Linked DNA regions of Mus musculus: regions 2, 3, 4, 5, 6 and 7 are each linked to region 1. A link is a contact called in public HiChIP or PLAC-seq, capture Hi-C and promoter capture Hi-C data. All regions are on one chromosome and are shown on one strand. Each heading gives the region's core, a stretch centred on a gene start, on an enhancer-like site or on the middle of the called end of the contact. The rest is flanking DNA. Distances are from core to core; before and after follow the strand shown. Region 1 holds the start of Rassf2 (Ras association (RalGDS/AF-6) domain family member 2). Region 2 overlaps Cds2 (CDP-diacylglycerol synthase (phosphatidate cytidylyltransferase) 2). Region 3 holds the start of Cds2 (CDP-diacylglycerol synthase (phosphatidate cytidylyltransferase) 2). Region 4 has its middle 42 kb from the start of 5330413P13Rik. Region 5 overlaps 5330413P13Rik (RIKEN cDNA 5330413P13 gene). Region 6 overlaps Gm14051 (a long non-coding RNA gene). Region 7 holds the start of 5330413P13Rik (RIKEN cDNA 5330413P13 gene).

Region 1 (3,773 bases), core at 592-3,091:
AGGCAGATTTCTGAGTTCAAGGCCAGCCTGGTCTACAGAGTGAGTTCTAGGACAGCTAGGACTATACAGTATTCGAAAGAAAAAAAAAAAAAGAAAAGAAAAGAAAAAAGAAAAGAAAAGAAAAAAAGAAAATTCAATGTGTGTTTCCTATTGAGAAACAGCATCTCCAGCCCAGATGCATCATCTTTGTCTTCTCTGAAAAGATGAAGGACCACTCTCCTCTCCCACAGCCTCGATATGAGGAAACAGACCATTAGAACGGTGTTTTCCAGTGACTCAGATTACCACTCACTGTATTCACGGAGGTGCTTTTTAAAGGTCTCACTATGTGCACGGAATAGTCTCAAATTCACACTCTTCTTGTCTCAGCCTCCTGAGCAATTATGTGTGCACGTCATCAGGCCTTGCCCGGTTTGGATTTAACAGGGTCAAGGACCAGTATTTCGGGCATTAGGAGTGTACCCTCATTGGCAGGAAGCCAGATGATTGGTTATAAGATGACCATTTGACTCAACGCGAGCCAGGGGAGCCAGGGAGCGGCTCTCCTGAGAGGCTGGGCTAGAACTGAAGAATTCTAGCAGCATCTCACAGACTTCTTCAATAGCAAAACCAGAGCCCTGCTGTTAGGAGTCATGGCTGCCCTTTGTCCTGTTTCTGAGGTCACGGAAGGCCAGGTTAGAAGAGAAGAAAGATTCCCTTGGAGAAGGTTTCCTGGAGAGTTCCTCAGCTCACCCTGCAAATCTAGCTTGAGAAAGGCTGCGAAGGAAAGCAGCTTACCTGAAACACAGTAATGGCTCCAGTGAAAGAAATTAATGGACCCGGTTTGTGTTTATAGCTCAAGGGGAAAGAACTAGATGCATTTATCTCCCTAACACCCCCCTCCCCTTTCACAGTAGAAAAAGCCGATCAGTAGCCTTCTTGTTCAGTGTTGTGGGACATTTCCAGCACCACCCCGCAGCTGCGCTTTGGCCTCCGCACATTTGAGGCTGGCTGGTCTGGGAACGGATAGCCGTTTATAACATTGTTTCTATGGGAGACACATTCCAAGATCCAAACAATGAGTTTAAAAGAGAATATCTGGCTTCCAGGCAGATGGGATGCACTTTGGAGGCTTGGCTGCCCTTTCTTTAACCGTTAGATTCCCTTCCCCTTTGGTTTGGGGACCAACTGCAAGGTCGGGCATATGTAAACGAAGAATTATGGTTAGAGGGTATAGAATCCGTAGCTGGGTGCTCCCTCCTATACACTAGAGTTCCTCGGAGGTCTAAGGATGGAGAGGAGGAGGAGGTGAGGAATGGACAAAGAAACTTGACTTCCTTCACATTGCCGTCACGTCTGCCGGCCTGCCGAGTCGAAGGGGCCCACTTAGCCCTTTGGCAACTCAAACCCTTTTGGGAACAAACCCGGGTGTTAGAAAGAACCACCACCCAACTCCACCAACTGCACATCCTCTGCTAGGAAATCTGCATTCTCTAGGCGGGCTGCTCCCTGGGAGTGACTGTCACAGAGCCAGGCGAACTGAAGAGCTTGGGCTAAATCTCGGCGTGGCTTGGAGAGGGCAGGCGCGATGGGGTGAGAGGCAGCACCTTATTCCCTCCACCCACGCTCTCCGCCTCCTCCTCCTCATGCACTCTGGCCTGCTGAGAAGAAACGCTGGCAGCCCGCGCGAGGTGGGGTGGGGGTACGCGGGGAGGGGGGGGGTAGAGATGAAGGGAGGAGGCGACGCGAAGCCACAGCATTGTCTGTCTTGAAGGGAGGGGAGAAGCTCCGCCCCCTAGAGGGGAGGGAGGGGGAGAAGGGAAAGAAAGGCAAGAGAAGAGGGGTGGGGAGAGAACTGCAGGGTGGCGGGTGGGTTGGTCAAGGATCGGCAGATAAAGGCAGAGCTCGGGGAGGCGGGGCGGAGGGGCCAGGTGGGCGGGGCGCCCGCCCTCAACCGCACTGTCGCCGCCCAGGCCGGCCCAAGCGAGCGGGTCCCGCGGATCACTGGCCAAGCACGCTGGAGCACCCCCACCCCCGCAGCGGCGCCCCCACTTTCCAACCCCTGCGGCGAGAGCGGATGCAGATGGTCCGGGAGACAGGCAAGACACAGGGCGCGGGGCTCGAAGAGCCGGGTACTGGCACAGGATGCGGGCGCAAGGTGCTGGTGGTCCTCTTTCCCTCTACCCAGCTCAAAGTTTTCCCTCAGTGGCCCGTGGCCAGCCTGGTCCGGTCCCTGACTCTTCCCTGTCCCCTTTTGCCACCCAAGCCACAAGGTGGGCTTAGATATGCGGGCTGCCCCAGAAGCAGCGCAGGCGGGCGCCCCAGCCCACTCCTTTTCCCCGGGTAGAAAGTTGTGGCCTGGAGCTCATGCTGCGGCTCTGACCCCTTAAGATCTTTTCTGAGGTCGACACTAAGTGCAGTGGCAGGAAATTGCCCCCATCCCCAGAGCAGGGTGTCCCCGAACTCCCTGGAGAGGTGAAGCGAGATAGCAGGTGCAGGCCTGTAGAGCTTAGGGGAGGGTCGGACTGTTGTGCGCACTCTGGCTCCCCGGGCGGGGACCACATCTCCAACCCGCGGCGAACCCAGTTCCCTTTGGGTTTCAGAGTTTAAGAGCGCGCGGTGCTCGGCGCACTTCCCCCTCCCGGGTTTCTTGTCCCTTCCGGAGCTTGTGCCTGAGGTCGCTGGAGACCGAGCTAGGCAGGTGCTTTCAAAAGACGGCCTGGCCACTCGTGTATTAGAGCGCTTACTCTGCACCCAGCTTTATCTCCGAGTGCGCCCTGGGAGGCAGCAGAATGGTGGAGTCCCGACAGGGGCAGATTTGGAACAGCCACTGGACAGATAGCCACTGTGCTTCAGTGGCAAGCTCAGCACGAGGCTTCTCAATGCTGCGCGCGCTTTAGTCCCAAGAGTCTGGAAAACCAGGGCATTAGAAACGATTCTTCCTGAGAGCAGAGGCCAGGGGTTACGGTAAGCAAGTGGAGGATTCCTGTAAGAGGAAGCGGTGGACAAATGACAATTTGTCAGAGCCGGCTCTGTCCCTGCGGTAAATGGCCCTGGGACAGTGGGAAGAAAAAAATTAGGGTCACGGTTCTCAAAAGATAGCCGGCAGATTCAGCCAGGGGATATCTTTGAAGAGCACGTAAATGAGGAACCTGAGGTTGATTTGCCATACTTTCAATCCACGTTTATTAAGTGGAAGCTTTTCCTACAGGTGGTCTGGGGGTTAAAGAAACCTCTGTGGCTAAGCTATACTGGATTTGAGAAGAGTGCCCCCCTTCCTCCCCTTGTTCTCATTCTCCCTTTCTGTCCTAGGGGACTAACTGTGGTATTTTCCTGAGCGATGCTCATTTGAGCTGTTGCTTATGGGCTGTTCCTCCTCCGGACTAAAGCCTGATTCCTAGGACCTGCTGCAGTCCAGCGGGATTCAGGAAGGTAGAGAGGAGCATCAAATGATGGCGGAGTGAGAGATGACCTTTGTTTGCAAAGAAGCATGTTTCTTGCCTTAGTACCAAAGGGGGCTATGAATAAATAGTCTGCCTGGCCACTTGGCACACTCCACTCTTGGAGGTGTGGACTGGTAGTATTTGGGGCGGGGTGGGGTGGGGGTGGGAGATCATGGGAAGCCACACCCATTTTTTCTTTAACAAATAGAAGAGCAGAAGAGTACTGCAGAAACACAACAAAACATGGGATTCGTGCACAAATGATGAGGGTAGACTTGAGAAACCTAGCTAAAAGGAGACCAGGGTATCCAAGATCCCCACACCAGCATCCATGGGAAGGGCCATGTTGGT
Region 2 (3,773 bases), core at 869-3,368, 250 kb before region 1:
GAAAGTCAGGACAGGAATTCAAGCAGGGCTGGAACCTGGAGAGAGAAGCTGATGCAGAGGCCACGGAGGTGCTGCAGACTGGCTGGTTCATGCCTTGCTCAGCCTGCTTTCTTATAGAACCCAGGACCACCAGCGAGGAAAGGCACCACCCTTCCTCACTGATCACTAATTGAGAAAATGCCCTACCGAGGGATCTCATGGAGGCATTTCCTCAGCTGAGGTGCCTTCCTCTCTGAAGACTCTAGCCTGTGTTAAATTGACTACCTAATCAGCAGTACGCCCCTGTTTTCTTCCAATTCCCTCTTAATTCTCAGTATTTCACGAAGGGTTGCCTCTGGCTCACAAAAAGCCTTTTAAAGCTCCCCATGTGACAGTCTGACCTTTTAGAAGAAATGAAGCTGGGCCGGACTGGGAATCCAGGTAGGTGGGACTCAGCCGACTCCACATCCTATTTCTTTACCAGACACCAATTCTCTTTTGATACCTGTTAAAATTCTCTTATTTTATCCCAGTTTGTCTTAAGAAAAGCTAAAAACAGGGACAAGGAAGGAAGCAGCGCCACCCACTAGACTCTCATTCACTTCCACGTGGTGGCGGGCGTGTGGCACACTGGTCGGTTATGCCCCTGAAGCTCGCTCCTCTCTGGGGACCTGACAGTCCAATCCATAAGTTCCAGCAGCTGAAATGACTCCACAACTTACAAACTATTTTTTGCACTGCTTTAAATGCAAATTGCAAGTCTCCTCCTGGAGCACAGACTTAACCTAAGCGTAACCTTAGTGCTGAATACAACCTTGCCATCTTAAGCAAGCCTTCTGGCCAGCTGCCAGCGTAATCAACGCCCCCCCCCCCCCCCACTTATGGAGACAAGTACAGAGGGGAGAAACTGCTAGAGGGTGCTTAAGAGATGTCAGGAGCCCTGTGTCGATCTTGATGAGAGAGCCCAGTAGGTTGAACTGAGTTCTTACAGGACAAAAAGATAAAGCCTGCACGTGTATTGCATGCGTGTGGGGTGGGGCGGGTATTGTGAGGAAGAACAAAGAAATACTTCTACTGCTTTTCAATACTAATCCCATTTGACAAGTTTGTGTGTCTAAAGAAAAGGTCAAAGATGAATTTACTGTGAGCTGGGAACTACAGAAGCAAAGTGAACTTTCTCTTTGCCCTATAAAGATTAACAAGAAGGGGCACACAGATTTTAGCTCCAGAGAGAGGGGTACTCACAGGCCAGTGAACTTCAAGAACTCAGAAAACAGAATCTTATCTACACTCTTCATGAACAAGCTGACAATTTTGAGGGCCCAGAGAGTCAGTGCTAATCCACCACGTCTACCCTGCGTGGAGTCAAATGCTCCTTCCTGGGATGTGGCTCAGCAGCTGGCTGCTGGGGAGGGAGTCTGAGAGAAGAAAGTTACAGACGCAACTCTGCTGGCAACTGTGCGGTAGAGCAGCGTTCAAGTCCCTCCAGGCATCAGCAGAGTTAGGTGCTCAGAGCGGCCCTGGAAGAGAAGCACCAAACCCCGTTGTTTCTGACTTAGAAACGCTCCATATGCCAAGGTGCCACACACTGGGGTATCATTTCTGAGACCTAGCAGAGGCACCCCCACCCTAGCATACCCTGCCTGCCGAAAGTCTCAAATCAATACTGAGATCTACAGAAAGAGCACTGGGCTTTCCAAGACGGAATTCATTACAGGCTCCCTCACCAGTAACAGCACTGAAAGGAAAGATTAAGGGTGGGGAGGGCGGGGCGTAGATTCAGCTTTTAAAAACCTAATTGATGGGCTGGAGAGAGACTGCTCAGTAGGTAAGAGCACTGACTGCTCTTCTAGAGCTCCTGAATTCATTTGCCAGCAACCACATGGTGGCTCACAACCATCTGTAATGAGATCTGATGCCCTCTTCTGGTGTGTCTGAAGACAGCTACAGTGTACTCATACACATAAAATAAATAAACTTTAAAAAACAAAACAAAACAAAAAACAACCCTATTTGACTATCAACTATCTCCAAACTATTTCAAGGGAGTAAAGGGCATTGGCAAAGGATGCGGCACTGATGACCGACCACATACCCCAGCCAGGTTCCTGGAAAGTGACTGAGAGGTCACCGTGTGCTCGCCTGGCTCTTGATTGACTCAACCCCCTGCTTCCCTCCTTTCTCGACTCATCACTTCCTCCCAGCCATCTAAGCGGGCTCAGTAATAAACAACTTTGGTCATGGTACTTTGGCACAGCAACAGAAAAGTAACTAAGACAACTGACATAAACATAAATATCTAGAAGACAGTTTGACAACAGTCCCAGTTAAGAAGACAACAGAAATAAAGTACTGAGATGCACTTCTGAACATCAGCTAATGCACAGCCAGGAACAAAGAATAAACACAAAGCCTTTTAGAGTTCCCAGTGCTCCCACCCAGCACTACAGAATTAACAGGTCTAGGTACATTTCCACTTGTTTCTCAGACAGGTTCAGAAACATGTCCACATCTCAGTCAAACTAGACTACACACTGGAAAGCCCCGGGAACAGCTAACACTTGAAAATGCTACCCTTGTGGTAAGAAACAGCTAGTTAGTCCAGGCGTGGTGGCCACACACCTGTAAGTCTCAGCACTAAAGGCTGAGGCAGGAAGAATGTGAGGCCAGCCTTGACTACACAGTGAGACTGTCACGAACAGAACAGAAAAGGAAGAAAAGACAAAGACAGACGGAGGCAGGCCTGGCAGCATGTTACCTGTAGTCCCAGCTACCTGGGAGGAGTCAGATGTGGGAGGAGCATGTGAGCTTGGGTTTTCCAACAGAATGGGCAACATAGAGAGACCCAGCCTCAAAACAACAACCTGCTTTATCCTGTATAACTTCATTAGCTCTTGACAATAAGCCTTCATCTGCACGCTTCAACAGAAAATGAACTCTAGCCGGGCAGTGGTGGCGCACACCTTTAATCCCAGCCCTTGGAAGGCAGAGGCAGGCAGATTTCTGAGTTCAAGGCCAGCCTGGTCTACAGAGTAAGTTCCAGGACAGCCAGGGATACACAGAGAAAGCCTGTCTCGAAAAACCTAAGAAAGAAAGAAAGAAAGAAAGAAAGAAAGAAAGAAAGAAAGAAAGAAAGAAAGAAAGACAGACAGACAATGGACTCTATGTTGGAAGGAGCTTGTTTTACTCACTGCTATGCCCCATGTCTGACAGCCTTGCCAACCAGGTCATTCTACCATGGGGGAAGAACCTGAAAACTCAAGGTTCTTGGAACTAAGTCTCAGCGAAGCACTGACAAAGTTAGCAAACATTTCCGGCCTGACTGAGTCCCTCGGCGCATACTCAAGCAGGAATTTCTAGGTACAGACTGTGGGGCACGGCCTCAGCAACTCCAAGAGGTGTTGGTTCAAAGAATCGGCCTCTCAATCAGAATGTAAGGATGACGGGATAGACTGTCCAGAAAGAAGGCTAAGGCCCCGAGACAGGATCTCTCAATGAGCCACACCAGAGAGACATGAGAGGCACTGAGCTTGTCCTGCATGGTGACAGCCCAGGCTGTCCATGTCCCTGCAGGTTCTTTCTACCCTGAGACCAGAGGACTAATGCCAAGAAAACTCCCAAGACACCATCAAAGCAACCATCAGCTGCATCTGACTCATGTTCAGAGTGCTAATACCGGCAATCCACTGAGCTGTCTTCATAATGAGCATCCATTCCCGGAGCACATTAAGAGGGAAAGGCTGAGCATGAAACAGAAACAGCTACCACTGACCTTCGAAACAAGACACTCCTCA
Region 3 (3,773 bases), core at 413-2,912, 230 kb before region 1:
ACCCACTGTCTACAACTGTAACAGAGTTGTTTAAACCCTTTATCTTTCATCTGAACTATTCTTCCTAGTAAAATTACTGTTGGCATACTGACCCTAAGGCTTACGCTTGTTTCCTTCCTGATGTTCTAACCAATTCAAACACAGTAAAAAGGTACAAGCTGGCTAGGGGGCTAGTGCCTTTATACAGCACAGGATAGGCAGAGGTGGAGGAGGTCCAAACTAGCTAGCAGGGCTTCCTAGAGAGATTCTATCTAAAACAAAAGTTCTGATGTCAAACGTGGGTGCTTAGGCTTGATGCTGTTTCCTTAAACAGCATTGGGGGGTGGGGTGCCTTTAGTCCCAGCACTCAGAAGGATCTCTGGGATGGAGGCCAGCCTGATCTACAGATCAAGTTCCAGGACAGCCAGGGCTACAAAGAGAAACCCAGTCTCGAACAAGCAAACAAAGATACTAAACTCTGTCAACTATTAATCAGGGGAAACGCGGCATATCCTCCTCCTTTATTGAAGACAGGCTAGAAACAGACCTTCAACGGAACCCTTATTTCCGTATCAGCACGCAGGCCTACGTACGAGAGCTTCTGCAGGTCACAAGCTGACAATCTCTGACTTAACCAGTCTCCATCATTCTGGTCCAGGCTACCTCAGCCGGTTCTACTCATCACTCACTGATCCGAACCACAAATACGGTCCGTCATTCAATGTCCACAGTAAAACAACCACCCTCCACCTTTCTCAACTTCACACAAACCTCGCACTTTCAACCAAAGGAGCGCCCCCACATTGGCTGTGTCCCTGCCAAAATGGCCTCCTCCTTACCTTCCTCCTTTACCCCATCAATGCCCACACTTGGCGCAGTAAACAAACCCACCATTGGGAGCACACACCTGCTCACTAACCCGCCCTCTCACGGAGTGGATCAAGACTCCTCTCTGATAGAACCAACAGATTTAATGTTTTAATCAAGTTCAAAAGAAGGTTTTAATCTCCCAGGAGACAAATGCTATGGCCTGAGTCCTCCCCCATTCCCCAATCAACAGCAATACTTGTAAAGCAAGCGGTGAGCCTACATCGCGCTCTCCGGGCCCCAAGCAAGGTCTGTGGGGTGTCCAGCGTCCACATCGGGAAGGCCTAGGGAAGGCGAAGACCCTCCAGAGCTCACGCGCTACTCCCCGCGCCCGCAGACCGCTGTCCCCACAAGCAAAAGACACCCGCCGACCCTCTGCGCAACCCAGGCCTGGTACCCAGGGCCGCGATAAAGGTCAGAGGGCGAGGCTGCCGGCGCGCCCCTCCGCACTTAACGATGCCTCTACCTTGTCCTCCGGAGGTGCGTCCTCGCGGACAACCCTCTGCCGTAGTTCGGTCATGCTGGGGACCCCGGCGCGACGTCACCCCGAGTGAGCAGCACGGTGGCCGCGGGGGTCGGCTCAGTGAGCACGGGCTCTCGGCGGGCCCGAGCACCTCGCAGCCCCACCGTGCCTCGCACAGCCCCTGCAGCAGCGCCACTAGCCCCGAGCCCGGCCCCGCCCAGCACCGCTGCCGCCGCCCTTGCCCGGAGAGCGGAGCCGCTGTTTCCCCAGCGGCCGCTCGCTCCTCCTCCCGGGAAGCTGCGAGCCAGCGCGCACGCGCACTGCCGCCATCTCCGCCTGGAACCCCAGACGCCAGGAGGCGGGGCAGCCTGGCGGGGGTGGGGGCGTGAGCGGAGTTCGAGACACTCATTGGACAAAACCTAGAGGGGGCGGGAGAAAAAGAGCAGAGTGAACCAATGGGGTCCTTGCGTCCTACCGCAAGTCCCCGCGCGCGAGTGCTGGGTCCAGAAGGTAACCTGTTACCGGGGGACAACAGCGCCTCGTAGCGGCCTAGACTTGCTGCTCTCAGCTTGGGAGTCCAAACGAAGAGACCAGGTGGACCTCTGAACATCATAGCAGGAGGTGAAACCTGTTTCAGCTCACTTTGCCTTGCCAAGCCATGGTCGCTGGTAACTTAGTGAGCACTGATTCTGTCTAAGCACCGAACTCAGAAATAGTCTCGTCCCAATCACACACCTTTTTTGTTCACAGCACTCCAGAGACAAAGGCAAGTGGATCTGATCTATGTAACCTGTTCCACTGCTACTGAGACCCTGTATCAAAAAACAAACAACCACAACAAAAAACACTTAGAAATGGATATGATATCTGCAAGTAACATCATCCAAGATATTGCTTGTCTTAAGTTTTTGTCTTGTTTTGTGCTGAAGGTAGAACTCAGGACCTATGGGCTAGCGAGATGGTTCAGTGGGTAAGAACACTGACTGCTCTTCCAAAGGTCCTGAGTTCAAATCCCAGCAACCACATGGTGACTCACAACCACCCGTAATGAGATCTTACGCCCTCTTCTGGTGTATCAGAAGTCAGCTACAGTGTACTCATGTATAAAAATAAATCGTTCAAAAAAAAAAAAAAACCCTCAGGTTTGGCTCTTGTTAACCACAACTTCTGTGAGTAAGTTAACACCCACATCTAATTCTTTGAAAACCTTTGGGCTGAAAGGAATGTTTCCTATGGAGCCCCTCCCTCTATTCCTGACCTAGTTTAAGCATTTAGCCAGCAGCTACAAGGGTACGAGTAAGAATTAGAACTCAGACGTTTGTTACCACGCTGTAACCAATGTTCACATATGCTGCCTGAATTCAGTATTATGGGTGCTGTTCCAGCATTGTTCTCATGCAAAACAGGGCTCCCAGTCCTTAGCCAGATTGCAATCTCAAAGAAGTCTTCCACACCAAGGGTCAGGTTCCTTTTAGAGATTTTGACCAGAGCTGTGAGTTTTCAGAAAATAGGAAGAGTTCTGAAAAAGACTTACATTCTCAAATTCTTGTTATGATGTTTCAAATTAACAGCAAAATACTTAGACAAACTTCAGCCCTCTGGTCTTTGCATTTTATTTGCTATTTAACAGCTTTGCACAAATGCTTGGGTGCTCTTGTTCCTCTACTGGTGTTTGCTGGTTTTGTTGGGTTTGGGTTTTTGCTTTGTTCTGTTAGAAATAAATACCTTTTGAAGCCAGACTTTGGCTACTTTGTGGGCTTTTTTCTTTCTTCTACCCTTCTCCACCCTCTTCTTCCACCCTTTCAACACCCTATCACTATGTAGGAAAGGAAAAGAAAAAGGATAGAGGTGAAGGGTGGTGATAATATCATGTGACTATTTTCTGATAATTAAGGGCGTCAAGTTCCTTGGAGCAAGTTTGAGACCAGAATACATGGCTAGAGAAATGGTTCAATGGTTAGGCGCACTTATTGCTCTTGCAGAGGAAGGAGGTTTGGTTCTCAGCACCCATACAGGACGAACTGCCCATAATTCTGGTTCCAAGGGACTCAAGTCCCTCCTCTGGCCTCTAGGATCGTCTGCAATTACATGGTACACGTGTACACGTAACTCATACAGTCACATGCATACAAAAAATAAAATAAAATATTATCTTTAAAAATAATACAGGACTGGAGAGATGGCTCAGTGACTAGGAGAGCTGGCTGTTCTTCCAGAGGACCTGAGCTAAATTCTCAGCCACACATGGGAGCCCGTAACTGTCTGAGACTACAGTCCTAGGGGATTCAACCTCCTCGTCTAGCCTCTGAGGGCACCAGCTACACACATAGTGCACAGATGCACATAGAGACAAAACACCCACACACAGAAATAAACCAAGACCTGGAAATCAATCGATATAAATCAGAGTCATGAAACTCGATGAGGTGTGTACTCAGTGAGATAATGCCTTCCGACTCGGCCT
Region 4 (3,773 bases), core at 698-3,197, 220 kb after region 1:
ATCCGAGTTTATTGACCCTCAGCTCTGCCGTGGGCCCTAGGTCAAGCTCCTGCAACTGCTGAGAGCCAGACCCCAGCTTTCTATTCCAGCCCTCCAGGGCACTGGGATACCGGGCTTTGGTTTGTTTGTGTCCAGGAGAAATTGAAGCCAGCATGCCCGTGAGAGAAAAGCAGTTAAGACAAGCCGGGCTTGCTGGGCCTGACCAGAGTGGGAGATGCTCAGAGCAGCAAAGAAGGATGGACGGCTTTAAACACACAGATGCGGATGTACACACGTGTCAGAAATTCCAGTTCTTTATCACCACTCCAGGTCCAAGGTCAGTTACTCCCTCAGGCACTTGCAGATATTTCTCCTCTCCGCATTGACTTAATCCATTCTCTGTGGCTGTAACAGAATACCACAGCCTTGCATGAGTCAGCATCTGGTAAGGGATTCGTTTCTGTATCATAACATAGCTGAGAGTGTCATGTGGCAACTCAGGTCACCTGTACTGACTCCGACCTCCTTTTTACCAAACCACTGACCCTACCCCAGAGGTCATTTCAGGACCTTGTCTAACCCTGATTCCCTCCCAGAGACCTCACCTCTGTGTACCACAGGCACATGCACTTGGTGTTACGTTTACAGCCCATGAGCTTTTGGGGGAATGTATGAACCAAAGCAAGGACCAGGGAGCCATCGTGTTGCAGGAGTGGGACCAGCCGCTGATCTCATGGTCTCCACTCTGTCTTTCATTTCCACCAATCAGAGGCTGCTTTTCTCACATATCCGACTTGAGTCTGTGCTTTGCTAAGCCTGTGAGGTTTACTTAGAACATTGCCTGTCACCTTCAGTGACTCCAGAGCGAACCATCCTTTCAAAGGAACCGCAGTGATCCGTGGGCTTCTCTCCCTGGAGATTGAGCAGGTTGTATGGCTAGCAGGACTCTTGAGATCGGTTACACCTACATTGGGTGTAACCGATTATACTTCATTGCAGAAAGATCTTTGTTCCATGCAATGCCTTGAATTCTGTGCAATCTGAAACGTATCTTGTTATCTTGGCTCTTCTTTATTGGCCTGATAAATCTCAGTTCTCCTTTTTTTAAAAAGCATTTATTTTTTTTTTTTTATTTTTTATTTATTTATTTTTTTTTGCTTGTTTGTTTGTTTGTTTGGTTTTTGGTTTTTCGAGACAGGGTTTCTCTGTATGGTCTTGGCTGTCCTGGAACTCACTTTGTAGACCAGGCTGGCCTCGAACTCAGAAATCCGCCTGTCTCTGCCTCCCAAGTGCTGGGATTAAAGGCGTGCGCCACCACGCCCGGTAAAAGCATTTATTTTTAACCGGCCGATACCATTTTGTTTGGCGTTTGTTTCTTGGAAGCACCATATAATTTAAGTTTCTATTTTAACCTGTAATTTGAGTCCTTCTTTAAAGATGTTTTTCCTCCTGCTTTTGTTGTTGTGTATATGCAGGTTCTCTGCTGACGGCACAGACAAGAGAAGGCCTGAAGTTACTCCGTCTTCTCTCCTCAGAGGTAAGTATGGGTTTCTGGACAGGGCTCTGCAGTGTTCCTGGCTTTGTTAACTCGATGGTTTCCAGCAAACCCCTCTTCTTCCTGAATCACAGACTCAGTTCTCACTGCTCTCCCTGGAGGGCTCACACAAGTCTCCTTTCACCTCCCAGGTTTGCAAAGGTTTGGAAGGGCATCTTGGAGTCCCCCCCACCCCAGGTTCCGGTGGAACTGCTCTGTTCACTCTTTCTCAGGGGTCACCTTTTCCACTGAGTGGGAGAGAGTGTTGGGGCCACAGCAGAGTGGGCACATAGAGGGCAGAGCAGGGAGGCAACCATGAAGGGCTTAGAACATCACTCAAGTGCCCATCGCTTATCAGCAATCCTGTCTTCTGTGGTTGTTAGAATGAAAATGGCTGCCACAGGCTCACAGGGAGTTGCACTGTTAGGAGGTCTGCCCTGCTGGGTGTGCCTTTTCAGTAACCAGAAGCCCTCTGCAGGTGGCCTTGTTACCTCCTCTAGGACTGTCACTCTCTTCCCCAGGAAAGGCTTTCTTCTTCTGGAACTTGACTCTAGTTCTTCTCTGGTTTCCCCATGCCATCCACCTGCCTGTGGACTTGTGTCTGTTTTCTTACTCATTCTTGGGGTGTCCATTTGTCCCCAGGACTTTCAATTTTTTTAATGTGTATAAACTGCTGTTACTAGTTTAAGAATTTCCTTTCTCCTGTTTTATTTATTTTATTTTTTAATAGGATCTCAAAAGCCTACTCTTCCCAAATGCAGAGATTATATACACGTGTCACACACTCTATTCTAATTTATTGCCTTACAATTAAAAAAAGATTTAGTTATTTTATGCATAAGAAGTTTCTGCTGGCATCCGTGTATATACATTACATGTGTGAGGTTCCATGTTTCTCTCTCACTGCTGGGGTGTGGGAACTTCGCTGGGGCAGATGAAATGGGAGGCACTGGACTACATTTTATCCTATGCTGGTGTTGGGTGAGCAGCTGAAGGGTCCCAGCCCAGGTTGTGTGTGTGTGTGTGTGTGTAGTTCCATCTTAGCTCAGGGGATGAGCGTCTGGGAGCACAGAGGGCCTTCTTCAGGAGGCAGGGCTCTGTATGACAAAGGCTTTCCCCCAAGGGAGATGACTGTCTCTTGATGAGAGAGGACAGGAACCTGGTTGGGAGTAGATGAAACTCCTACTATGCTCAGGTATGAGGGTACCAGAGTTTCTGAACCCACTCGACCTCACCAAGTGTCCTGGCATGGTCCACTGCCCCACAATGTGTGCCTGAGGAAGTCAGAGAAGGCCATAGGATCCCTAGGAACTGGAGTTACAGATAGATAGTAGCTCTCTTGAGGGAGCTGGGAACCGAACGTGGGTCTTATGCAAGAGCAGAAAGTGGTCTTAACAGCTGAGCCATCTCCTCTGCCCCCCACCAACCCATTATCTTTTCTAACTCTTCTCAAGTTCCCTTTATTCAATCGTCTCATTATAGTTACGGGAAATGATTATAGTTGCATGTTGACAGAGTATGCGAACTACTCACCATTTAACTGAACAATGAGATCTAATAGTGTCTCGTCTCTTGTGCAATTTTACATTTCCTGGTGGCCTGGGGCTATAAGCAAGCAGTGAAGTGTGTATGCATAGGCTCTGAGTTCAATTTTCAGCGCTATAACATCAGGATTTGTTTGTTTGTTTCTTTTCTTTTCTAGAACCGCACCATTTTAAAGCTTGTTTAATTTTCTCTGTGACTGCTAACTATTTCTTGCCTCTATTTCTTACTCTTTAAAATTAAATATCTATTAACTATCAGGGAGGGGTGGAGCCATATCTTGAAGGTCATCTGGAGAATGGTTCAAAGAAAAGAGAGTGACTCAATGTGTTTCATACGAGCCAAGTGAGCCAAGGCTGAGAACTGTTTGGCCAATGGATTTGGTAACGTGAAAGTCGCTGGTGACCTTGACAAGACTTGGGTTGTGGGAACAAATGTCTTGCTGGAAGGGATTCAAATGAGCATGGGGGACAGGAAATCATAGACTCTGACTGACACAGAAAATGTTTGAAAACATGAGTTCTTCTCTACAGGGACTAGAGAAATGTAGAGAAGAATGTAGGACAGAGGAAGGGATTTGAGGAGGTCAGCCTCCAGAGCGGACCTGAGGAGCTACTTACCTCCTGGGATGCACGATTCTGCACAGTCTCCTTCCTTGTTATAGCTGGGTTAGTGTGTGCATGACCTCAGCATGTGGCAGAAGAGATGATATGTCACA
Region 5 (3,773 bases), core at 816-3,315, 200 kb after region 1:
AGAACGTGGGGGAGTCCTCACGTTGTGAGTCTTTCATTAGCTGCAAAGGAAGATTTTTACTACTCTAGTCACTTGGCCTTTGGGGGGAAAAAGATTAAGTCCGTAGTCCCCAAAGTCTTAGGGGGTCTGTTTGCTTTAGTGACGGGAGGGGGGGGGGACTGAGCCACCACCTTTCCTAGCCTACACCAAAGGACAGCCACACTCCAAGAAAAACTAATTGTTTATTAGCTTTTGCTTCCCTGACAAGGATGTGGGTGTCCTCTGATGTTTATTGATGGCTCCTCAGGAGGCACGAAGACCTGCCTCACCCCCACCCCCCCACCCCCACCCCCGACTAAAATAACAAAATAACTGGAGAAGTTATTCTGCAGCAAATCTATCCCACCTCAGTCTCTACAGCCTCAAGACCATTTTAGAGACAAGGCTGTTCATGCCATAAATCAAGACTTAAAAGTTCTCTTCAAACAAAGTAGCAAGCACACTAACTAGGTCTCCCACACAGTATCCATCAAACCGGTTTAGGAGCCTGTTGGCAGCTGGAACCTTTGTGCTGTGGTTTGCTTATTGTGTTTCTTTTAGTCCTCTTCAGTAACATACCTTGACTACAACCTAACACTATATACCACCCCCACCCCCCCATTGGATTCCTTCTTAAAACTGATGTGTAACTACATCCTATACATTTTTATAGTGTGGAATCTTCATTCCTAAACTCAAAAAGTTAATGTGACTAGGAAGAGCTAATTTAATGGCCTAAGGGTAGTGCAGAGACAAGTGAGACTCGGGTCTCTAATATGTACAAACTCATATTAAGTCTATGACTGATTCTACCCTAAGTGTTAAGTATTTACTATTATAATGATTATCAGGCATCTCGTGATAAATAGGCCTTGCTATTCTTAGTGCTGGTCTTAGACCTGACAATCTCCTATGTGCTTTATTTTCGGTGTGGTCTTGCTATACTGAGAGGTGATGCCCTTTCGCCAAGATTCCTGCTAAACGATGATCTTCTCTCTACAAGCTTAGGCCTTCTTATTCTCCCTTAGGGAAGACTTTTGATCCTAGAAGAGAAGTCTGTCACCTGTGTACTCCTGAAATATAGGTGACAGAAGATAGATTGCCAGTCTTCATCAACTCTTAAGATGAAGAGATCTAAGTCTCAGAGGGAGAAGCTGAGGCAGAGTAGGAAAGGACAATTAGGAGAATATGGGAAGGAAATGAGCCCCTACCCAAACTCTGTCTGACCGCAGATTCTCACCAGCTGAGAATTCCCACACAACTAAGGACAGTTGCTCAGTCTGTCTCTGCTACCCTCCCTGTTAGAGGTGTGTGGTAGAGTGCCTGATATAAGAATATTCTCCTCTTTTGTTCGGTCTCCAGCATGACAGCATGACATATCCCCCCCCCCCCCCCAGCTAACAATGAAATAACGAGGGGAATATGCTTCTATACCCAACCCTATCCCCCTACCCCCCTTTCTTTCACATTTTCACTTTGAATTCTTTCTCATTTTAGGAAACTGATTCTCTTGGAGGCTGGGCGACCATCCAGGGCCAATCTGGGGACAGATTGGGGAATCACACAGTTATATTAGTATCTGTAATTTAAAGACTCACTTGACTTAATCATTAAAATTCCCGTCGTTGCTACAGAATCAGGGCTTGTTGTTGTTGCATTTGGAGAGAAATATTCAAGGACCCAGTCCCAACTTTGATGTAGACATTACCTGTGACTTAGAGCCAGGTCAGGGCCACCTGAGGTTAAGAAGTAGAAGAAAGCGTTTTTTTACGAAAGGGTAAGTGCCTTCTGGGTCTCAGGCACCATGCTTGGGGATGCTGGGGAGTCATTTCATATGTAAACTACCTGGATGGGCCGTGAGGATCCCACCAAAGCACCAAGAAAGAACAGCCCATTCCTTTTCTGACTGGAAAATAGAGCCCACTTCCCCTAGCGCCGCCGGTGAAAGAAGCCTTTCTTTGAGTGTGCAGCGGCACCAGAGGGCGCCTGGAAGGAAGAAAACCCTGGGTCTGCTTAGACCTTTCCTCCTATTGCAATGGTTTCCTTGAGCCCAGGCGGTCCAGAGCGCAAGCCAAGGTTCCACAGAAGCCCGCACAGAGGACAGAGGGCTGCTGTATTCAGCACTGTGATCTCCTGCCAAAAAACCCGAACCCCACAGGCTGCATTTGGAAGGACGTCCCCTGTCCAACCGCACCTAAGACAGCTTGAAGGAACTTGAAAGGTGGAGGGGTAGAGTGACCTTCTAAGCTGCCTGGCTACCCGACAGCTACTGGACACTACTCTTCCAGAGATAACTGGAAGTCTAGCTTTGATTTTCCATCATGGCTAAGCAATACTGGAGCTGTCCCTTGATCCTCCCACTGCTTTGTGAAATTAGAGTGGGTGGCCCAACCACAAGGCTGGGATACTTTGAATGAACCGATTTTTTTCCTTTTTTTCTTTTTCTTTTTCTTTTCCTCTTTTCTTTTCTTTTTTCTTTTTTTCTTTTTTGGCTTTCACTGTCATGGTGCAATAGTTTGAAAATCAGGGCAAGACTTCCGGAGGGAAAATGAGATCATCTCAGAGAAAATGCTCAGCAAGTGCCCCCTGGTGGTTGGTTTTTAAATTTTGCTCTTGATTGACAATGGTTTGTATTTATGGGGTACAATGTGTCTGACACTCTTATGCTAACGAAATAAGCTTTCTGTATTCGGTTGTTCTCAGATGACAGAGACTGTTTATATGTCTTCATAGAGACTCCTGCACACACACACCTTCCAGCTGCTTGTCTCCAGGATGACGGGGCTCCATCCTTCTCAGTTTGTCAAGGGCCCCCCAAAGTGTGTTAGTGTAAGATTTGGGGTGTTGGGTGATGTGATTTGGTTTAATACTATTTGAGGGGCATAGCATAACCTGAATTGGGGAATCTTTGGAGAAGTAATGTTATTGAAACCTCAACATGGGAATTGTAGACCCTTGTCATTCAATTTTACTAACACTTACCAGGGCAGGTATGGCACCCCACCAGAGATGCAAACCCACCACTCCTTCCACCCCTACATCCACCCTTTAAAACTGTACCAGCATGCCACTCCTCCGTATACCTCCCAAGCTGCCCTGTTCCCTAAGTATAGAATCTGGACTGTAGCTGTTTCATTCTCTCTCACTGCTCATGAGGAGAGACCCAAGCCTTACCATTATCTTTCCACTGAGCCTTTATGTGAAAATCCACATTGCTTTCTTTGAAGTCAGAGAAGACATGTTGATTGGCATATGTCTAAGTTCTGTCCACCTTCTTGCTCCCTAGAGGGCTCTGAGCTGTCCAGCCATTGGTACCCACCCATCAGCACTGTTACCCACCCATCCCCCATCAGCATTGGTACCCACCCATCCCTATCAGCACTGGTACCCACCCATCCCCCATCAGCACTGTTACCCACCTCATCAGCACTGGTACCCACCCATCCCCCATCAGCACTGGTAACTGCCCTACCACCACTAGCACCACCACCACCACCACCCAGGCTGCCGTATGCTTCCCTCAAGGTCTCCCTGCTTAGCCTCCTGCTCTACCGTTCTCTCCCAGGTTTCAGCAGCAGCTGCTCTTGATCCGCCTCTCTGGCTCCTGCTTACTTGCCTTGGGGTTTGTGATGATCATAAGATCTCCAGCTACCACCCCTCTAGGCTTTGTTGCTGGGGCCAGGCATGGCAATCAGGACTTACAAACAGAACCTTATTTAATTCTCATAATTGCCTTATGTGGGAGGTTCTATTAC
Region 6 (3,773 bases), core at 502-3,001, 190 kb before region 1:
ACCCAAGTGTAAGAAGTTTTTATCTCTAGCACCTAGATCAGATTAAATAAATAAAAATCTACCAATAAACAAAAATTCTGGATAGTGGTAGAACATTAAGACCTTCTGAGCATAGGTTCCTACGCGACCACACAAGCCACATATTAACAGCACTGATCCTAGCTATAATTAATGTACTGGTATCCTCCTTTCCCCCTTAAGTACGATTCCCTACTAACCTGCCTGAGATCACACTGCCCTCGGTTAGCTGGGCTAGCGTGTGTGTGTATATGTGTATGTGTGTGTATGTGTGTGTGTGTGTGTGTGTGTGTATGTGTGTGTGTGTGTGTGTGTGTGTATGTGGTCCATTTGTGAAGTAGTCAGTCAGCTTTCATCCTTGGTGCTCCTGATCCCTGAATCTGATTTGTTTTCCTTCTAAATCCTTACTACCAGCTGTCATACTACATACTACACTATATACTACACTATATATGTATATATGTACACACAGACACATATATGTATATACACACACATTTACTGTGTGTCCCCCTTGCTAGCATGCAATGCACAGAACTGCAGACTTATTTAGTTTGTATCACTTCCAATTTCCAAGCCAGCCGCTGTTACCTATGCTTGCTGAGAGAAGCAAATGAATCAGAGAATATACATAATATGCATCTGGTAGGCCCATCCACTCAGCCAGCTCATGCCTGTCCAGTCTTTGCATCACACAACCCCTAGAGCATAAAACAAGCCCACAGCCTCTGCCTCAGAGCACCCCCTGTCCCTGAGGGAACAGATGTTTGGGGTGTGCTTGGGATCACGATGGAGTTCTAAAGTACCACCACACAGAATACCATGAGGTCGTGTGCTGTGGGGAAAGAATTCTTTTTTAAAATCGCCTTTACTAGTTGGGTGTTAGTTGGGTGTTGGTAGCACACACCTTCAATTTCCACACTGGTGAGGCAGAGGCAAGTGATCTCTTCAAGTTCCAGCCTGGCCAACAGGCAGAGTTTCAAGATAGCCAAGACTACATATAAAAGGATTCTGTCTTGAAAAAACAAAAACAAAAATCAGTTGGGTAGCGGTGGTGTACTCTGGAGGCAGAGGCAAGCGGGTCTCTATAAGTTCAAAGCCCAGCTTGGTCTTCAGAGTGAGTTCCAGGGTAGCCAGGAGTACACAGTGAAACCCTGTCTCGAAAAACAAACAAATAAAACAATAAACAACAACAACAAACAGTTTTCCTAGGGCACAATTGCCATAAAATAGACTCAACCCTAACTTCACAGCTAGAGGAATGCAGATATATGTGTATATGTGTATATGTGTATATTAGCATTCTACAGAACTTTAAAATTATGCTTTAAAAGCATACTGTTGCACTTCCTAAATCACTCACATTTATTTATCCATTTATTTATTACCTCTTTATTTACAGTGTGCGTGTGTGCGTGCAGCTGCACACTGTGGCCTGTGTGTGTGGCAAAGACAGCTGGGGGAGTCTGCTCGTCTCCTCCCGTGTGGGATGAGGGGAAGCTAGCACAGACTGTCATGTCTGAGCCATGACGCTGGTCCGACATTAGCACTTCAAGTCGCAGGTCTGTAGTGTTAACAAGCACACTGCTGTGCACTTTGCCTCTAGAACCCTTTCATCCTGCAGAGCAAGCTTGTGCACAGTCAACTCGGTCAACGCCAGTTCCCTTTTCCCCCTCCCTGGGGAGAAGATTCTTTTTGAGTCACCCTTGTAAGTAGAGCGTTCAGGATATTTAAAGAACTCCTGAAAATGATCTCAAAATACAGCTGCTTCCAAAAAGAGCCAGTGAATCATTCCGGGCTCATGAGAGTGCAAAATTTAAAAACACCACTCAAGTTGACAAAAATGGAGAAGGGATATTCAGGAACTGCTGTGTTGAATACTCCTCTGCCCAGGGTTTGAATGGTACGGCCAGGCCTGCATCCCATTCTTTCTGCGTCAGCATGGTCTCCAGTGTTCTCTCCCTTCTCCAGCAGGCTGCAAGCACCAGTGATTATGAGCTGGGTCGTTTTTTTTTCTTTCACAGTCTTTTTCCTGGCCTCCCCAAACTGGCTGACCTAGAAACCCAAGAGAGGGCTCCTCAGGTCTCTAGTGAGTCTGTTTGAGTCTGCTGGCCACAATAGCCAGAGGAATAAACCTGTTTCTCGGGAGTGAACTTCAGTTACAAGGCTACTTGACTTCTTTCTTAGATCATCAAACAGCCCAGGGAGGTGGGAGCCAAATTCTCAAGAGGCTTCAAGCTCATGTTCATGCCCCATTCTTCTCTAAGAGCCCCCATGTAGAAGCATCCCAGGGTCTGTTCTTTTTGGCCACCGTGAATCATGTGGGCTTTCCTGGAAGGATCTCCATGGTCAGAGAGAACTGCTCTAAACGCCATAATTACAAAGTGGAAAGAAGTTGGTTAGTTTTACTCAATGGGGACTAACATGAGAGATAACAGGCCCTCCTGGCAGGTTTTTGATCAGGGATATGAGGTAGCTTAAATTTGTAGCATGGTAGGATATGGAGCCCATGGCTAAGCAAATAGATGTCCCTGCCACCTAACAACCCAGAGTTTGATCCCTGGAACACACAGGGTGGAAGAACAAAACTGACCCCCACAATTTGTCTTCATACCTCCATTTATATACTATATAACACACACACATTAGACACCATCAAACATCTACTAGTAATAAAACATTTATTTCTACAAATTTTTGATACATATAATTTTTAACATTTATTAAACACAAAAGCAAAATTGCATATTAATGGCACTAGTGCTATTCTGTCTGTATAAGGAAGTGTTGGCTGAATGTCCAACACTGCAGACAGAGAGGGGGCTCCAGGGTTTTTCAGAGGTGATTGACATTTCACTTTTACAGTGCTGAGATGCCATTTGCATAACTTAGTAACATAAAATGACCAGAACATGTTTAGGGCCATTTCAGAAACTGTTGGGAATTCTCTCCAAATCACAAGTCAAATTAATTTAATTTTTTTACTCTCTTTTTAAAGATTTATCATCTTAACCATGTGTAGGTGTTTGTGTCTGTGTCTGTGTATGTATGTGTTTGTGTCTATGTGAGGGTGTTAGAAGTAAGTTTGAGGTCACAAAAGAAAGGGCCCACCGTTCCAACTGAAGTGTCTGGACAGGCGAACATTGCTCTTGATCAAGAGGGTGCTCTCAGAAAATCAAACACACGGAGACAGGAAGTGTATCTAGTTTTTATTCTAATTTCAGGTGGTGGCTGTGTCTCTTCCCCATTGGCTGGGGTCTGACCTCACAATCTTATTCAGTTGGTTGGCTAGTCCGAAGAGAATTGGCACACAAGGGAGTTGGATGAAGGGGAAAGGAGGTGCTGCTCCAAGAAGGGGGTCACTGCTCCAAGAAGGGGGACACTGCTCCAGGACATAAATTCCTAGAATAGAGCAAAGGTTTTCCTGGGTCACAGTAAGTAAAACACTTGTGTGAACATCTTATAATGTGTGGGAGATAAAAATATTTTAATTCACTGGGCAGTGGTGGCACACGTCTTTAATCCCAGCACTTGGAAGGCAGAGGCAGGTGGATTTCTGAGTTCGAGGCCAGCCTGGTCTACAGTGTGAGTTCCAGGACAGCCAGGGCTACACAGAGAAACCCTGTCTTGAAAGAAAAAAAAATTTTTTTTAATTCCTTGTCCTTGTTTTATAGTATTTGACAAAAAGACTGGTATTTGATATTTCTTACAGATGTATGTGCCGGTGCCCTTGGAGGTCAGAATCATCAGATTCC
Region 7 (3,773 bases), core at 469-2,968, 180 kb after region 1:
GTTGGTTGGTTGGTTGGTTGGTTGGTTGGTATGTATGGGGTGTGTGTGTAGTTGGTTGGTTGGTTGGTTGGTTGGTTGGTTGGTGTGTATGGGGTGTGTGTGTGGTCTGCATCTGCTACAAAACCAAGTTTCTTTGGTGAGGGGTGAGAGCTACACTTACTCAGCTAAGCTGGAGAACAGGATGTAGTTATGGGTATCCCTAGTTTAGCTTTTCTTGTTGTCTAATGCACCAAACTGTGCTTGCCATTTTTATTTCTCTGTTGTTTTGGTTTGTGGTGGAATTGGCAATTAAACCTAAGGCGTTGCACGGGTTAGGCAAATGCTCTTCCACCGAGCTGTCTACCGAGCCCTCATTTAAGTTTTGAGGGGGTCTCACTAAATGAGACCCTCATTGTCGGGCAGGATTGGTGCCACTTTGGAGGCCAGGTGGGCCTTAAATCTGAAGTCTTCCTGTTTCAGCCTTTCAGGTGTCACTAAGCCCAATGACCATTACTCTTTGAAGAACATTGTGTGTCGTTTTTTTAGTTTTGAAATATCACAACCGAGGGGAGTGGGCGGGTAGGGGAGTGGGGGTGGGTGGGTATGGGGGACTTTTGGTATAGCATTGGAAATGTAAATGAGCTAAATACCTAATAAAAAATGGAAAAAAAAAGAAATATCACAATCGAAAGTGCTACAAACATTTGCGTAAATGAATGCTCACTTGTTTGGGATATGACGGACCATAGATTGCTTGTGTTTTAAGTTTGCTTTTGTTCCTATTTATTGTTTCTTTCCTAGATACATATTTTAAGGTTTTCTTTTCCTGCAGATTGCAGTGAAGAATTACATTAACAAGTGATTTTTCTTTTACCTTTTTAATAAATGCTAATGGAAACAAACAAACACTCCAACCCCTGAGAAATACAAATGGCAACAGCTTCAAAACAAAAGGATTTGGGAGCAGAAGTCTCCACAGTCAGTGTATCAGTTACTCTTCTACTGCTGTGACTAAAACACTACCACAATTAAGGCCACTTAGAGAAGTAAGTACTTAATTGGGTTCATAGTTCCAGAGAGCTAGAGTCCATGATGGTGGAGCAGAGACACGGTGTCAGGAACAGCTGGGAGCTCACACCTCCTTCCACAAACGCAAAGGAGAACACACACTGGGAATGTGAACAGTCTCAAAGCTCACCCGCCAGTGCCACACCTCCTCCAGCAAGGCCACACCTCCTCCAGCAAGGCCACACCTCCTCCAACAAGGCACCACACTTCTTAATGCTTCCTACAGTTGCACCAACTGGGGGCCAAGCATTCAAACATGAGTCTATGGGGGCCATTCTCATTCAAACCACTGCTCAGTAACAGTCAAAACTGTAAAATCATCCAAGCTGTGTCAATGCTCGACACAAACCAATGTCGTACTGATGTGTGTGTGTGTGTGTGTGTGTGTGTGTGTGTCTCGTGCTGTTTGTTAATGCCCCTCCAAGGTGTAAACTAAAAAAGCTAACTGCTTGGATCTATGATCACACAAACCATCTAATTTGCTCAAGGTTTGGCTCAAAGCAACATCCTTCCCTTTACTAGCTGAAATTCGTGACAGCCTCAAAAGGGAAATCGGCTTTGTTTCAGCACAGCTGTGCTCTGGAGTCTACACAGTTCCTAAGCAACCACGCAGGACTCAGCCAGTCAGAAGGCAGTACACAGCAGGGTCCCTGGCCACCTGGAGGTAGCCTTGGTGATGGTGTGCTTTGTCAGGCTTGTGCTCACAGGGAGCCCATCCTGTTTCAGGCAGCAGACAACAATTGAAGTGACCCCAGGTAGGTTTGGAGGCTGTTTCCCGTTTGACCTACAGGGCCACTCCACCCACCCCCACCCCCCACCCCCACCCTGTGATTATCCACTATGAGACAGCAGCCTGGTATCCTGGCAGATCTTCTGTAGCAACAAAACGCTGTTTGTCAAGAATGGTGTCATCTTCGTGTAACTGAAAAAGGTCTATCAGAGACCAGAGCCTGCCGTGGTCGGTGTCTGTGGCTGGGGGACAGTATACGTGTGATTATGCTGCCCAGATCTTTTTATGTATAGTCTCAGATACCTTCTGAATTTCTGGGAAGTGACCTCCACACACAACCATTCTGAATATTTTTGTTGTATACAAGCAGATATTTCTTGTAAGCCTATGCCCTATTCTTTATGGAATACAAATTAATAAGTGCTTGCTCAACTTTGTGGTGTTGAAACTGTAAAGTCTCTAGAACAATAGAATGAAGACTTGTTTTCTGCATTGGCCAGCTGATTCAGGACGTGTGTGCTCTGCTAGACTATTGAGGAGAAACTTAGCAGCTTCTGGAAGATTCCCAGTAACCGGGGAACTCTGTCAACAGTAGCACTTGCCTTAGTGTTTGAACTGTGCTCTGAAAATACTTAGAGCCTCTCCTGTCTAGCAGGGATCTCTCTTTTTCTTCCCAGAGTACTTGAGGGAAGGATGTGGGAAGATAAGGCCACATATAAAGACCAGAGTCAGGTTTGTGCTTCCAGAAACAAAGACATCACATGAAAGGTATATGAGATAAATTCCTTCATATCATTGTGGTAGATCCATGAAAAGATAGCAACAAAACCTCTTCAGAATTTACAAGAGCAGAGTTAAGACTCCCAGCTTATTCTTGTGGACGGCGTGTTGCTTCCAACAAGTAGTGATGAAAGGAAGTTTGCTTGGGTTCTTACAGCTACCATGTAAGCTGAGAGATGATGGTGTGGGGGAGGGGTGAGAGGGGCAAGGACTTCTTATAGGAGGCAGGAGCTTCTCCTGCTAGCTTCCATGACACTCATTTTCCTGAAGATCTAGGAGGCATGAGGGCGTTGCAAAATGTTGTTAAAGGAATCTTGACAAGCGTGCGTCACTCAGCCCTCTCACACTGAAGCCTTTTGAAAGCACGTGCCCTGTAAGCTTGGACAACCACAGTGTAAGCTGGAAGCTGGCTTACCCAGTAAGTCCCTGTCCTGCAAGCCTGAGCGAGGACCTGAGATCACATCCCTCGCAATCTCACACTGATGCTGGAATGGTGCCCATGACCCCAGTCGTGAGAAGGCAGGGTTGGAGGCAGGCTCTCTGGACCTCTTTCGCCAGCCAACTTAGTAGAATCGATGACCTTCAGGTTCAGGGAGGGACGGAGAATGATCTACAGCAGCCGCACTTTGAGTATTAAAGAATGAGTGTATTAAAGGTAAGCAAAAATCAAAGCCTGAGCAGCAAGTGGCAGATTTAAAACATCATCGCGTCAGGTGTTTATAACGACTGTGTTTAGAATGTGTAGTAGAAGTGGTTAGGGAAGTTCTGCTAAACAGCCATGCTGGTCTGACGGGGACGGGGAAGTCCTGAGCAGACCCAGACTCTCTCCCCGGTGAGTTTCAAGCCTCCAGTCCCTGACGTGTGCCTTTTTATACTGTGAGATAAACAGTAACCTTTATAGAAATGGTTTACCTTCTGGCTGTTTTCAAGGGCACTTGCTATTCTCCTATCTCCCTGATACAGAGGCAGGAGCCAGGCTGCCCCAGGACAATGAGTCCCGGAGTCTACGTGAAATAAACATAGCTGCTTGTTCTCAGAGCCAGCTCTCAACACGCACAGATGGCACATGCCAATTTATGGATATAATTTATATTACAGACCTTCGTCAAGAAATAAGCTGGAGAACAATGGAGGAAAATGCTCAGCTTAAGTCTCCTGTCCACACCAAAGTCCACATACACACACACACACACACACACACACACACAAACACACA

What was found. Promoter capture Hi-C pulls out the DNA fragments that hold promoters and counts their contacts. HiChIP or PLAC-seq counts read pairs in DNA pulled down with a chosen protein or histone mark. Capture Hi-C pulls out chosen DNA fragments and counts their contacts.
Region 2: a contact with region 1 is called in an H3K4me3 HiChIP or PLAC-seq map of the 230-238 cell line, with 11 read pairs. The contact joins the enhancer-like site here to the promoter of Rassf2 in region 1. A contact is called at or near these places in 1 of 39 promoter capture datasets (the C10 cell line), 2 of 115 datasets of contacts at active chromatin or transcription factors (the 230-238 cell line and memory CD8 T cells) and 1 of 9 other capture datasets (adipose tissue).
Region 3: a contact with region 1 is called in a capture Hi-C map of macrophages, with 4 times the contacts expected there. The contact joins the promoter of Cds2 here to the promoter of Rassf2 in region 1. A contact is called at or near these places in 13 of 39 promoter capture datasets (the 3T3-L1 cell line, the C10 cell line, the HPC-7 cell line and 8 more), 9 of 484 Hi-C or Micro-C datasets (B cells, CD4 T cells, CD8 T cells and 5 more), 4 of 115 datasets of contacts at active chromatin or transcription factors (bone marrow-derived macrophages, embryonic stem cells, memory CD8 T cells and 1 more) and 4 of 9 other capture datasets (adipose tissue, liver, macrophages and 1 more).
Region 4: a contact with region 1 is called in a promoter capture Hi-C map of embryonic stem cells, with 2.1 times the contacts expected there. The contact joins the enhancer-like site here to the promoter of Rassf2 in region 1. A contact is called at or near these places in 4 of 39 promoter capture datasets (embryonic stem cells and hippocampal neurons), 1 of 484 Hi-C or Micro-C datasets (embryonic stem cells), 5 of 115 datasets of contacts at active chromatin or transcription factors (embryonic stem cells, forebrain, stem cell-derived neural progenitor cells and 1 more) and 2 of 9 other capture datasets (adipose tissue and embryonic stem cells).
Region 5: an H3K4me3 HiChIP or PLAC-seq map of forebrain shows a contact between it and region 1, with 4 times the contacts expected there. The contact joins the enhancer-like site here to the promoter of Rassf2 in region 1. A contact is called at or near these places in 10 of 39 promoter capture datasets (the C10 cell line, the HPC-7 cell line, cranial neural crest and 4 more), 1 of 15 datasets of contacts at CTCF or cohesin (embryonic stem cells), 4 of 484 Hi-C or Micro-C datasets (embryonic heart and embryonic stem cells), 13 of 115 datasets of contacts at active chromatin or transcription factors (DN3 thymocytes, bone marrow-derived dendritic cells, embryonic hindbrain and 7 more) and 4 of 9 other capture datasets (adipose tissue, embryonic stem cells, liver and 1 more).
Region 6: an H3K27ac HiChIP or PLAC-seq map of microglia shows a contact between it and region 1, with 4 times the contacts expected there. The contact joins the enhancer-like site here to the promoter of Rassf2 in region 1. A contact is called at or near these places in 5 of 39 promoter capture datasets (the 3T3-L1 cell line, the C10 cell line, embryonic stem cells and 2 more), 1 of 484 Hi-C or Micro-C datasets (embryonic stem cells), 4 of 115 datasets of contacts at active chromatin or transcription factors (bone marrow-derived macrophages, embryonic stem cells, forebrain and 1 more) and 3 of 9 other capture datasets (adipose tissue, bone marrow-derived macrophages and macrophages).
Region 7: a contact with region 1 is called in a promoter capture Hi-C map of liver, with 3 times the contacts expected there. The contact joins the promoter of 5330413P13Rik here to the promoter of Rassf2 in region 1. A contact is called at or near these places in 7 of 39 promoter capture datasets (the 3T3-L1 cell line, cranial neural crest, embryonic stem cells and 3 more), 2 of 484 Hi-C or Micro-C datasets (both in embryonic stem cells) and 1 of 9 other capture datasets (adipose tissue).

Annotation. Positions count from the first base shown.
Region 1 is chr2:132,028,056-132,031,828 of GRCm38.p6, reverse strand. Rassf2 (Ras association (RalGDS/AF-6) domain family member 2) reads left to right here and starts at 1,841. Exons shown (of 11, transcript NM_175445.4): 1 at 1,841-2,078. It overlaps Gm31179 (a long non-coding RNA gene), which reads right to left and starts at 1,378. Exons shown (of 3, transcript XR_374996.3): 1 at 778-1,378.
Region 2 is chr2:132,280,621-132,284,393 of GRCm38.p6, reverse strand. The region is part of intron 1 of Cds2 (CDP-diacylglycerol synthase (phosphatidate cytidylyltransferase) 2); the gene reads right to left. Among named protein-coding and RNA genes, the nearest start is that of Gm46766, 19 kb to the right of the region's middle. Within about 2 kb of position 2,118, at least 98 of the 459 cell types and tissues checked have an H3K27ac peak or open chromatin away from gene starts, as enhancers often do. A contact at or near this core is called in the 230-238 cell line, adipose tissue and memory CD8 T cells, where this site is marked.
Region 3 is chr2:132,261,037-132,264,809 of GRCm38.p6, reverse strand. Cds2 (CDP-diacylglycerol synthase (phosphatidate cytidylyltransferase) 2) reads right to left here and starts at 1,662. Exons shown (of 13, transcript NM_138651.7): 1 at 1,313-1,662. The coding sequence starts at 1,366. Gm46766 (a long non-coding RNA gene) reads right to left here and starts at 1,306. Exons shown (of 2, transcript XR_001783482.2): 1 at 1,070-1,306.
Region 4 is chr2:131,803,670-131,807,442 of GRCm38.p6, reverse strand. No RefSeq gene overlaps it. Among named protein-coding and RNA genes, the nearest start is that of 5330413P13Rik, 42 kb to the left of the region's middle. Within about 2 kb of position 1,947, at least 15 of the 459 cell types and tissues checked have an H3K27ac peak or open chromatin away from gene starts, as enhancers often do. A contact at or near this core is called in embryonic stem cells, where this site is marked.
Region 5 is chr2:131,827,058-131,830,830 of GRCm38.p6, reverse strand. All of the region lies in intron 2 of 5330413P13Rik (RIKEN cDNA 5330413P13 gene), which reads left to right. Among named protein-coding and RNA genes, the nearest start is that of 5330413P13Rik, 19 kb to the left of the region's middle. Within about 2 kb of position 2,065, at least 78 of the 459 cell types and tissues checked have an H3K27ac peak or open chromatin away from gene starts, as enhancers often do. A contact at or near this core is called in adipose tissue, embryonic stem cells, forebrain and 1 more, where this site is marked.
Region 6 is chr2:132,219,694-132,223,466 of GRCm38.p6, reverse strand. It overlaps Gm14051 (a long non-coding RNA gene), which reads right to left. Exons shown (of 3, transcript XR_866753.3): 3 at 3,215-3,420. Among named protein-coding and RNA genes, the nearest start is that of Tmem230, 26 kb to the left of the region's middle. Within about 2 kb of position 1,751, at least 76 of the 459 cell types and tissues checked have an H3K27ac peak or open chromatin away from gene starts, as enhancers often do. A contact at or near this core is called in adipose tissue, bone marrow-derived macrophages, macrophages and 1 more, where this site is marked.
Region 7 is chr2:131,845,601-131,849,373 of GRCm38.p6, reverse strand. 5330413P13Rik (RIKEN cDNA 5330413P13 gene) reads left to right here and starts at 1,718. Exons shown (of 3, transcript NR_029381.1): 1 at 1,718-1,802. It also overlaps the pseudogene Gm14281.